Linked DNA regions of Urocitellus parryii: region 2 is linked to region 1. A link is a contact called in public Hi-C data. All regions are on one chromosome and are shown on one strand. The core of a region is the stretch at or near the end of the contact, and the rest is flanking DNA. Distances in the headings are between cores, read along the strand shown.

Region 1 (4,256 bases), core at 840-3,339:
AGTCAAATAACCAAAGCAATCATGGTGCTCCCACGCCCCTTGTCAATCACCACTTTAGGGATATCTAGTGACACATTTCTGGTCAAGAAGCTATGAGTGACCTATTATGAAACCTCTGGGGTGCTTCCCCAGAAACAGTTTCTTCCCAATCCTCCATTTCCATCACTGGCACCTCCATTTTCTGTTACAAAGTCTTAAAATAATTTGGACTTCTAACCCTTAAGGTTGGGGTGACTATGAATTTATATTTGCCCATGATATTCTGATTTTACTCCTAGTCTCCCGGTGTAATTGTTAATAGTGCCCACTTTCACTTCCAAAAGTTTTCTAAATTGCAGGGCAGATTATATGGTGGACTTATTTATTCCCACTGAGTCCTGGTCATGCTTGCAAAAAGTACCTGTAACACAGGAGTCAGCAAACTGACATGCAGGTTGTTTTTGTACCTACTGAAAGCCTTTTTTGGGAGGTTGGGGGGAAATCAAAAGAATACTATTTCATGACCACTGAAATTATTTTTAAATTTCAGTGCCTGTAAATAGTCTCATTGGAACACTGCCACACACATTGTCCTCTACAGCTTCCTCATTACAGGGCAGGGTTGTGTAGCTAAGACAGAGACCACCCACAGATCCTAAATCATCTGGCCCTTTGCTGACAATGTTTGCCATGCCCTGCACTAGTTTCAAGTCTCCTTACTGCATGCAAGCTTACAAAAGCCTACTGTTTGCTTCTTCTCCCTTCTCATACTCATATTCTCATACTCATATTCTCATGCCAGATGATCTCTAGAGGAAGAGAACTGATCTTGCCCCATCCATACTCCCAGTGTTTCCTCCAAAGCCCGACAGTACTGTCCTACTCCTTGATCCTAAACACTACAACCTAGATTTCCAGACTTTGCTCCTCTTCCTTTAAAGCCAAATGGACTACTTTGTTTCCCTACCGGGTTATACCCTAAGCAGTCACTGCCCGTCTATGCCTCTCCTCCATTCCATCGGTTCCTCAAAATTACACGAAAACAGTCACTCCTTCGACAGCCTTCATTCATCAAACCGGGGGGAGGCTCAAGAGACACAAGGACAGGCTAGGGCAGGAGACAGCCTGTCAAAGGAGCCCAGTGCACGAAGCAGGCGTGCCCAGAACGAGGCTCCGGAGGTGACATTTACACTGGGATTTTAAAGATGGAGAAGCAGGCCAAAGGACGTCTCCCAGCTGCACTAAATAGGAATAAGGCTGAATGGGCGAGGAGGAGGCCACCTCATCTCCCCACTTCCCCACGCCGCGGAGACCGAGGTACGAGCAACGAGGAGACCTCTGGTCTGGGCTCCTTTAAGGGCATTCTGCATGAGCAGCCAAAAACCGCGGGCAGCGGCGCCCGGCGCCACCGGGATCACCGATGCCAAGGAGCCCCATCCTCTCCGGGGCCGAGGACTCCAGCTCGTCGCCAAAACTTCTGGGCGCTGCCAGGTCTGCACGCCCACGCCGCCGGCGCCCGGGGAGAGACTCGTCGCCGCGCCTCGCAGCGAACACCACGCGGCGGCCTGGCCCCGGCGTCCCACCCGGGACACCCCGGCGCCGCCTCGGCGCACGTGAAGCTCCCAGGCCGGGCGGGAGTCCGCGGGCGCGAACCCGGGCCCGGGGATGGAAGCGATTCCGGGGCGCACGCGCGCCGCGGGGGAGACTGGGCGGAGCGCATCTCCCGGAGGGGCTGCCGAGGAAAGGCGAGCGCGTGGCGCCCCGGAACCCGCGCACGCGCCGTCGCCTCGCCCCGCCCGTGCGCGCGCGCGGCCGGCGCAGCACCCTTTCTTCAGACCCGCCCCCCTCGTGTACTCAGCCGAGCGGAGGCGCGGACGGGAGCGGGGAAGTGTGGGACGAGGTGGGCGGGCAATCGCGCTCGAGCGCGGCCAGCGCAGGAGGGCGGGGCAGGGGAGAGCCGAGACAACGTTACCCGGCCAGCGCCCAATCAGCGGCCGGCCCGGCCCCGCCCCCTCCGCGCTCGTAATTGGCTGGGCAGCCCCTGGTGGGCGGGACCTGTCGTGGGGTTGGGGCGGGCAGGGGGCGGGGAGGAGGAGGAAGGCGCTGGCGGGCAGTGATGGCGGCGGGTGATGGGGACGTGAAGCTAGGCACCCTGGGGAGTGGCAGCGAGAGCGGCAGCGACGGCAGCAGCGGGAGCCCAGGCGGCGCGGGAGCGGCAGCGGAAGGGGGCGGCTGGGCGGCGGCGGCGTTGGCGCTTCTGGCGGGGGGCGGGGAGATGCTGCTGAACGTGGCGCTGGTGGCGCTGGTGCTGCTGGGGGCCTACCGGCTGTGGGTGCGCTGGGGGCGGCGGGGTCTGGGCGCGGGGGCCGGGGCGGGCGAGGAGAGCCCGGCCGCCTCCCTGCCGCGCATGAAGAAGCGGGACTTCAGCCTGGAGCAGCTCCGCCAGTACGACGGGTCCCGCACGCCGCGCATCCTGCTCGCGGTCAATGGGAAAGTCTTCGACGTGACCAAAGGCAGCAAGTTCTACGGCCCCGGTGAGGAGTGGCAGGGGGCGAGGGGCCCTGCGCCGGCAGGTGCGGCCGCGGGCGGCGGCGGCGGCGCGGGCCCCTCGCCCGGCCCGGCCCGGCCCGCCGCGCACGCCCGCCTCCGGGGCGCTCGTCCGCTCCCGTCCCGGTCTCCTCGCGGCTTTCTCTCGAGCTGAAATTTTCAAAATTCCCGTAGTCGTCGCCAGTCAGGCTGGCGCCCGCCTTTCCTGGGCTTTCCGAGGTCTGGGACGGGTGGGGGCAGGAGGGGGCTTCTGGAGTGGAGACCCAAAGTTGTAGGCCTTGGGACTCACACCTCTCCCTGCTTTCCCCCTGCGTGGCCGCCCGTCTGCCTTCCCCTCCGGACCACTCCCCACGAGGCCACGTTTAGGGACACGTAGTTCAAGTCCCAGCCCTCGGGTCTGTGAAGTCCGGGCGCCGTAGGCAACACCTCGGACTCTTCCTAAACCAGTTTTGGTTCGGAGATGCTTTGCCAGATTAACACTGTCTGGGATGAGGACCGACCCGAACGCAGACCTGGCAGAAGACTGGCAGGGACGTGCGCCCTGGAGTGGGGGTGGAGCTCCCGTGCCCAGCAGGCGTGCCTGTCGGGTTTCTTTTTATTTTGGGTTTTTTCCCCCTTTTTTTTTTCCTCCTCTCTCTCCCTCTCTAATAGGAAGAGAAGTATCCGAATACACGTTGATAGTGGTTTATTGTGCATCCCCTTAGCAGAACTGAGGAGAAAAAAAAGTTAGAAGAGCTGTCTGTATATTCAGACCCTCTCTCCATCGGTTCTGGAAGTTAAAGATTTTTTAGAGCTTTACTTTTAGAGACCTGTGTATGTAGGGTAGTTGATTTAGAAGCTCTTCTTTTACAGTGTAGTCATACATTTCAGATCAAGCAAATAAACTTCAGACTCAACCTGTTGGTGTCCATTAAAACTGAGCACGTTGCACATTCTGGTTGTGCAGTGGTTAATACTAAGCTTTAAAAAGATAAGTGATTAGAGTAAATAATAAAGTTAGAGACCTAAAGTGAACTGTTACTGGAAGAAGTACACATCCGACTCTTAAAGTCAAAGGGGTTGGCATTCTGGAAACAAAATTATTTCCTTTTTTATTTAATCTGTTAGTACATGAGATTTATTGACATTTGCAAATATATACTTCCAATTTCAGTGCTTGGTGACTGGATGATGTTTTAGAAGGACTTTGGTTGTTTGTTAATTAGAATAGAAATAAGAAAGGATTTGGGGTCTTGATCTATTTCATATATTTCTTGGTTGGTTGTATTTCTATGTGTATATCTACCTTCACTCCAACCAAGTCACAGATAATTTATAAGGTATTTGCTTCTGGTCCTATAAATAAGAACACCAGATGTCTCCCTACTTATATCAGCTGAAATAGTTAATGCTTTTTGTTGTTTATTTACTTAAGTGCAAGTGGGACAAGAGAATAGGGCCAAAGTACAGTATTTAACAGACCAAGTTAAATGAATTTTTTATTTTAAATATTTACACATTATTTTGTACCTAGTTATAGCTTTTTCCTCATTGGTATTAAAATCTGTTGAAGTGATTAGAAATTTTGTATAGATTGAGCTTTTTAATATAGAATTCAAAAAAGCTCTGCCTTTTTGTGCCATCTAAACTGACAATAAAAGAAAGTATTAATACAAAGAATCATTTAGTCCCCATACATTATGCTTTGGTACTACCTGAAAATAGGATAGAGTCATGGACATATAGTTTGG
Region 2 (4,256 bases), core at 760-3,259, 380 kb before region 1:
CCCCCCCAGACAGTTCTGGAAACTGTGGATCACCTCTGTCACAGGAAGCCATCCGGCGAGGAAGGCGGCGCGGAACCAACAAACAGACGCCCGCGGACGCCCGCCGGAACCGGCGCGGGGACCGCGGCGGCTGCGGGCCGTTCCCGGCGGGGCGCGGCGGCCGCCCCCGCGCCGCGGGCTTTGTGCGGGGCTCCCGCGGCGCGGGCGCGGCGGGCCGGCGTCTCCGCCTCCGCAGCCCCCGCCCCGGCCCTGGCCGCGCCGCGGGGCGGTGAGGTGACGCCTCGGCCGCCGCCCGACCCCATTTCCACACCGGGCCGCCTCTCCTCCAACACGAGAGGCGGGCTACAAAAAGTTGGCCCCGAGGCCACCCAGCACCTGCCCACGTGCCGCGGAGGCTCGCTCCCGGGTCTCCCCCGTCCCTTCCCCCCGCCGCCCTCGGCCGCCAGGTCACCTATTACCGGTGGGTGGGGAGAGAGGCTGCTATTTAAACGCCCGCGGAAGTTGAGGCACCCCCACTGGCGGGTGCCGTGCACCTGCCTCCCGCCGCCGCGCTCCGCCACTTTGAGCAGCAGCCGCGTCCTCGGCCCCGCCTCCTGCCCGAAGGCGGGCGGGGGGGGGAGCGGGAAGGAGGTGGAAGGGATCGAATTTCTCCAGCAAATGGGACCGTTCCGACAGGATTCGGTTCCCCGGTCAACATTCCACATTCCATCCCTCTCCCGCATTTGCAAGCCAGCGCCGAGCAACCCGGAAAGCCTGCTGGCTACTGAACCACAGCCCCCAACTCGCGAACACACACTCACAGGCACAGGACACGTGCACTGTGGAGGGCTTTGCAACTTGCAGTCCCGGGGTACACACTGCACGTTCATTTAAAGCAGCCAGGAGACCAGGAGACCCCACCCCCACAATTTGCAGAGGGTGCCAAAGGTTGCAATTTGCAATCCGTTTTAAGTTCATGATTAATCGGTACTTTGCTCTATCGATGTAACTCCTTCCCAATTCCACCGAGGGAGGGTTTTACACTTCATAGGCGGTCTCACTGTAAGTACAGGTCTGGTCGTTGGAAACCCAATTTGGAAGAATCTAATTGCCAAGGTGTCCCTCCACCCCTGCTCACTGCCCTTGAATTGATGCAATGAATATTTTGGACATGTGGTGACGCGGTGACAAGGGCCAGGGCTGCGGCCGCTCCACAAAGATGTACCTACTCGCACCTACGTTCGGACAAATACGGTCCTTCCCCCATACACACAGGGCCACACACTCTGGATTCATGTATGTACGCGAACCTGCGTTCTGCCATTGCCATCTGTCTACCAAGTTGTTACTAGGCTTTCCACTTTCATGCAGCCTCATGCACTTTGGCTTTTTAAATTTTTCTATGAACTAAACTGCGTTTCTGCTGCTGAACGCGTTTGATTGATGATTCACCTGAAAACCGCATGTTCTTAGCGAATTCAAAAGAAAAAGCTCCGAGTCTTCGCCCCCCCCCAATTGAAAAATAATCATAATAAAACTTACTAATCCAACAGAGATCAATTCTCAGGATCCAGACATCATCCTCTCCTCCTCCTCCGGCCCCCGCCCCGGCAAAGCCCAAGTTACTGGTGGGATAGTAACACTGCGCTCGGCGGCCGCCTCCCTCCCTCCTCGCTACGGATCGAGAACCCAATCTTTTGGCGCCATATTAATGACGTACTATATTATTTCCACTAGGCAGCGACCTTCGGCATTAAATTACTCCCGAGAACTCCCGAGCAAAGCAACAAAACCATCAAATATGGCTGAGCCTTCGGCTCGTCCTGCAGCCGCCGCCGCCGCCGCCGCCGCCGCCGCGGGGCCGGGACGCGCACCCCGACCCACGCGCGGACACGCGCGGACACACGCGCGGCGCGCCCCCCGCGGCCCCCGGGGCCCGCGCGCGTACCTGCTGCGGAGGGCTCCGGCCGAGGCGCTGGGCTCCGCGCCGCCCGCTCGCGCCGCGCCGCATGAGTCCGGGCCGCGGTGGGCGGACGCGCGGGGCGCCGGGCGGGCCCCTGCCCTCGCCGGCGCGCACACAGCCGGCACTCGCGCGCGGAGGCGCTCCCGGCCGGGCGTTTGGCTGGTTATGGAGGAAGGACTGTGTGAATCCAACTCATTTCTGGGTCACTGCTGCCACAGGGGGGAGCACTTTAATCCCTTGCCAAAAGCGGAGGGTGGGGACGCGCGGGCGGAGGGAGCGCGCGGGGCGCCGGCGGCGCGGGGGGCTCGGCCCGCGTTAACTCTTGGCGGCCCGCGCGGGGGCCGGGGCCGCGGGGGCGCCGGGGCCGCGCAGCGCTGCCGTCACCTGCCCGCGAGCCCGGAGCTACCCAGCCGTCCGCAGGCCGCGAGGCGGGGATTCAGCCCACCCCTTCCAGCTGCTGTCCCAGTTCCAACTCCTGTCTGACGTCGAGATGGATTCTTTCGAATTAGCTTAAAATTAAGTAGATTAAAAACGTGGCTCTTGAGGGGTGTGACTTCGGTGAAAGATTTTATGTTGAAGCTGAACGGCAAGATAAATAGTTCTTTTGTTTCGTAGTAACAGTTTTAAGGAGTTGTGGATTCAAGTGACATTTTTAAATAGATAATCCCGATTCTGGAACCCAAACCCCATCTCTACCCAAATCTGTATTGAACTGATTAATTGCAAGTGAGCCCTTAAAAGATAGCGATTCTGAATGGACACCGTCTCCATGTTATGTTACACAGGGTAACAACTGAACATCTCCTTCCAAATATGAGGATTGAGCCTAATGCTAACATTGGGACTTCAGAGTGATAAAAAAAAAAAAAAAATCAGTTCTTGAAGATTCATTTTCGGGATTTGTGAGTGTGTGTGTGTAAGACTGAGTAGTTTCTGATTTCCCACAGAATGAATGTAAACTTGGTTTTATTTGGAGGGTAAAGTACTCCCTTCATGCATCTGCAAAGGAAATAACCGTGTATGTGACATTCATCTTCAAAAGGAAAAAAGTACAGATTAAAACTCCCATTCACCAAATAGGAACAGTGATTACTAATTGCAAAATTTAATATTGAACCCAAAAGGTATACTTTATACACTGGAATAATTCTGATTAAATCAGATTTGATCTCACACAATCACACCCAACCCACCCACCTACATCCAGAACATTCTAATCTGATAAATGGCAAAACAAAACTAATTGAGCCTTCCAATTATTTTTCAGGAAACAAAGTAAACCAAAAGAAATTTTAAAATATATCCTCTTTTTGCCTCTCCTGTTTCCCTAATGAAGAGTGTAGACTCCCTACACTCTTCAGTCCTATTCATGTGTTTTCTTAATCCTTTTCACAGAGAGCACATATGTAAAGCACTAATTTAACCATCATCATAACTATTATGAGATTGATATGATGATGGTTAAATTATATTGCCTACAGTTATTATTTTCCTTGGTTCACCTTACACATACCCTGTGTAGAAGAAAAAGTACAAAGACTTCATAGCCAAACCGTTAGGTCTGCCTCCACTACTAGTTACCAACTTGAGTGGCCGGCTGGTAAGTTACAGAACTCCGGACTTCAGTTTATTTCTGGGTAATAGAATGAAGTTAACTGCTGTCCCCTAACCTGAAGAGTTGTTTAAGAGAAATGAGATAACCCCATCAGAACGCAAGAGCAGAGGTCTTGATAGTAAGAGGTTGTCTACTCCCTTGGGATACTGGACAATTGCAATTTTACTTAACTCCAGTCAGCCTTACTTCATTCATTTTTCCTTAAAATTTTTTTTATAAATTTTAAAATTGCATTTGTCACTTACTGGTTTGCTCCTTCTGACTATTCCTACCTCTAAAACATCAGGGAGCAAACTCAAAGCACACTTAATAAACAGATGACAAAATGAAAAGGTAAAATACACACAGACTCTCCGCACTGATGGTCTGGTCAGGACTGAGGGTCCCATGAACATCCTCTCATTATGCTATGGCTTAAGATTCTGGGCATGGAGACAGTGTTCTGTGCTATACACAGCTCTGCCCTGGAAGTCAGAAGACACCCACCAACTCAGTGTGACTCTGGAATGATCTCCATGGGCCTGCTTTCTCCACCAAGACAACAAGAAAACTAATATCTAAGGTCCCTCTCCTCTTTAACAGCCAGTAATCTCTGATTGCTCTTACCAAACTTAGAAAGGGAGCTATTTGAAGAAATGGAGGCCAACTTGAATCCATGAGGAACATGTAAAAACATTTTGTCATTAATGATCAGCAGTT

Evidence for each region. A called contact is a pair of places that touch in the nucleus more often than the background predicts.
Region 2: a contact with region 1 is called in a Hi-C map of liver, with 5 times the contacts expected there. The contact joins the promoter of Jade1 here to the promoter of Pgrmc2 in region 1. A contact is called at or near these places in 2 of 2 Hi-C or Micro-C datasets (liver and muscle).

Annotation. Positions count from the first base shown.
Region 1 is chr10:6,881,088-6,885,343 of mUroPar1.hap1, reverse strand. It overlaps Pgrmc2 (progesterone receptor membrane component 2), which reads left to right and starts at 2,089. Exons shown (of 3, transcript XM_026390926.2): 1 at 2,089-2,513. The coding sequence starts at 2,096.
Region 2 is chr10:7,256,794-7,261,049 of mUroPar1.hap1, reverse strand. Jade1 (jade family PHD finger 1) reads right to left here and starts at 2,009. Exons shown (of 11, transcript XM_026390889.2): 1 at 1,928-2,009.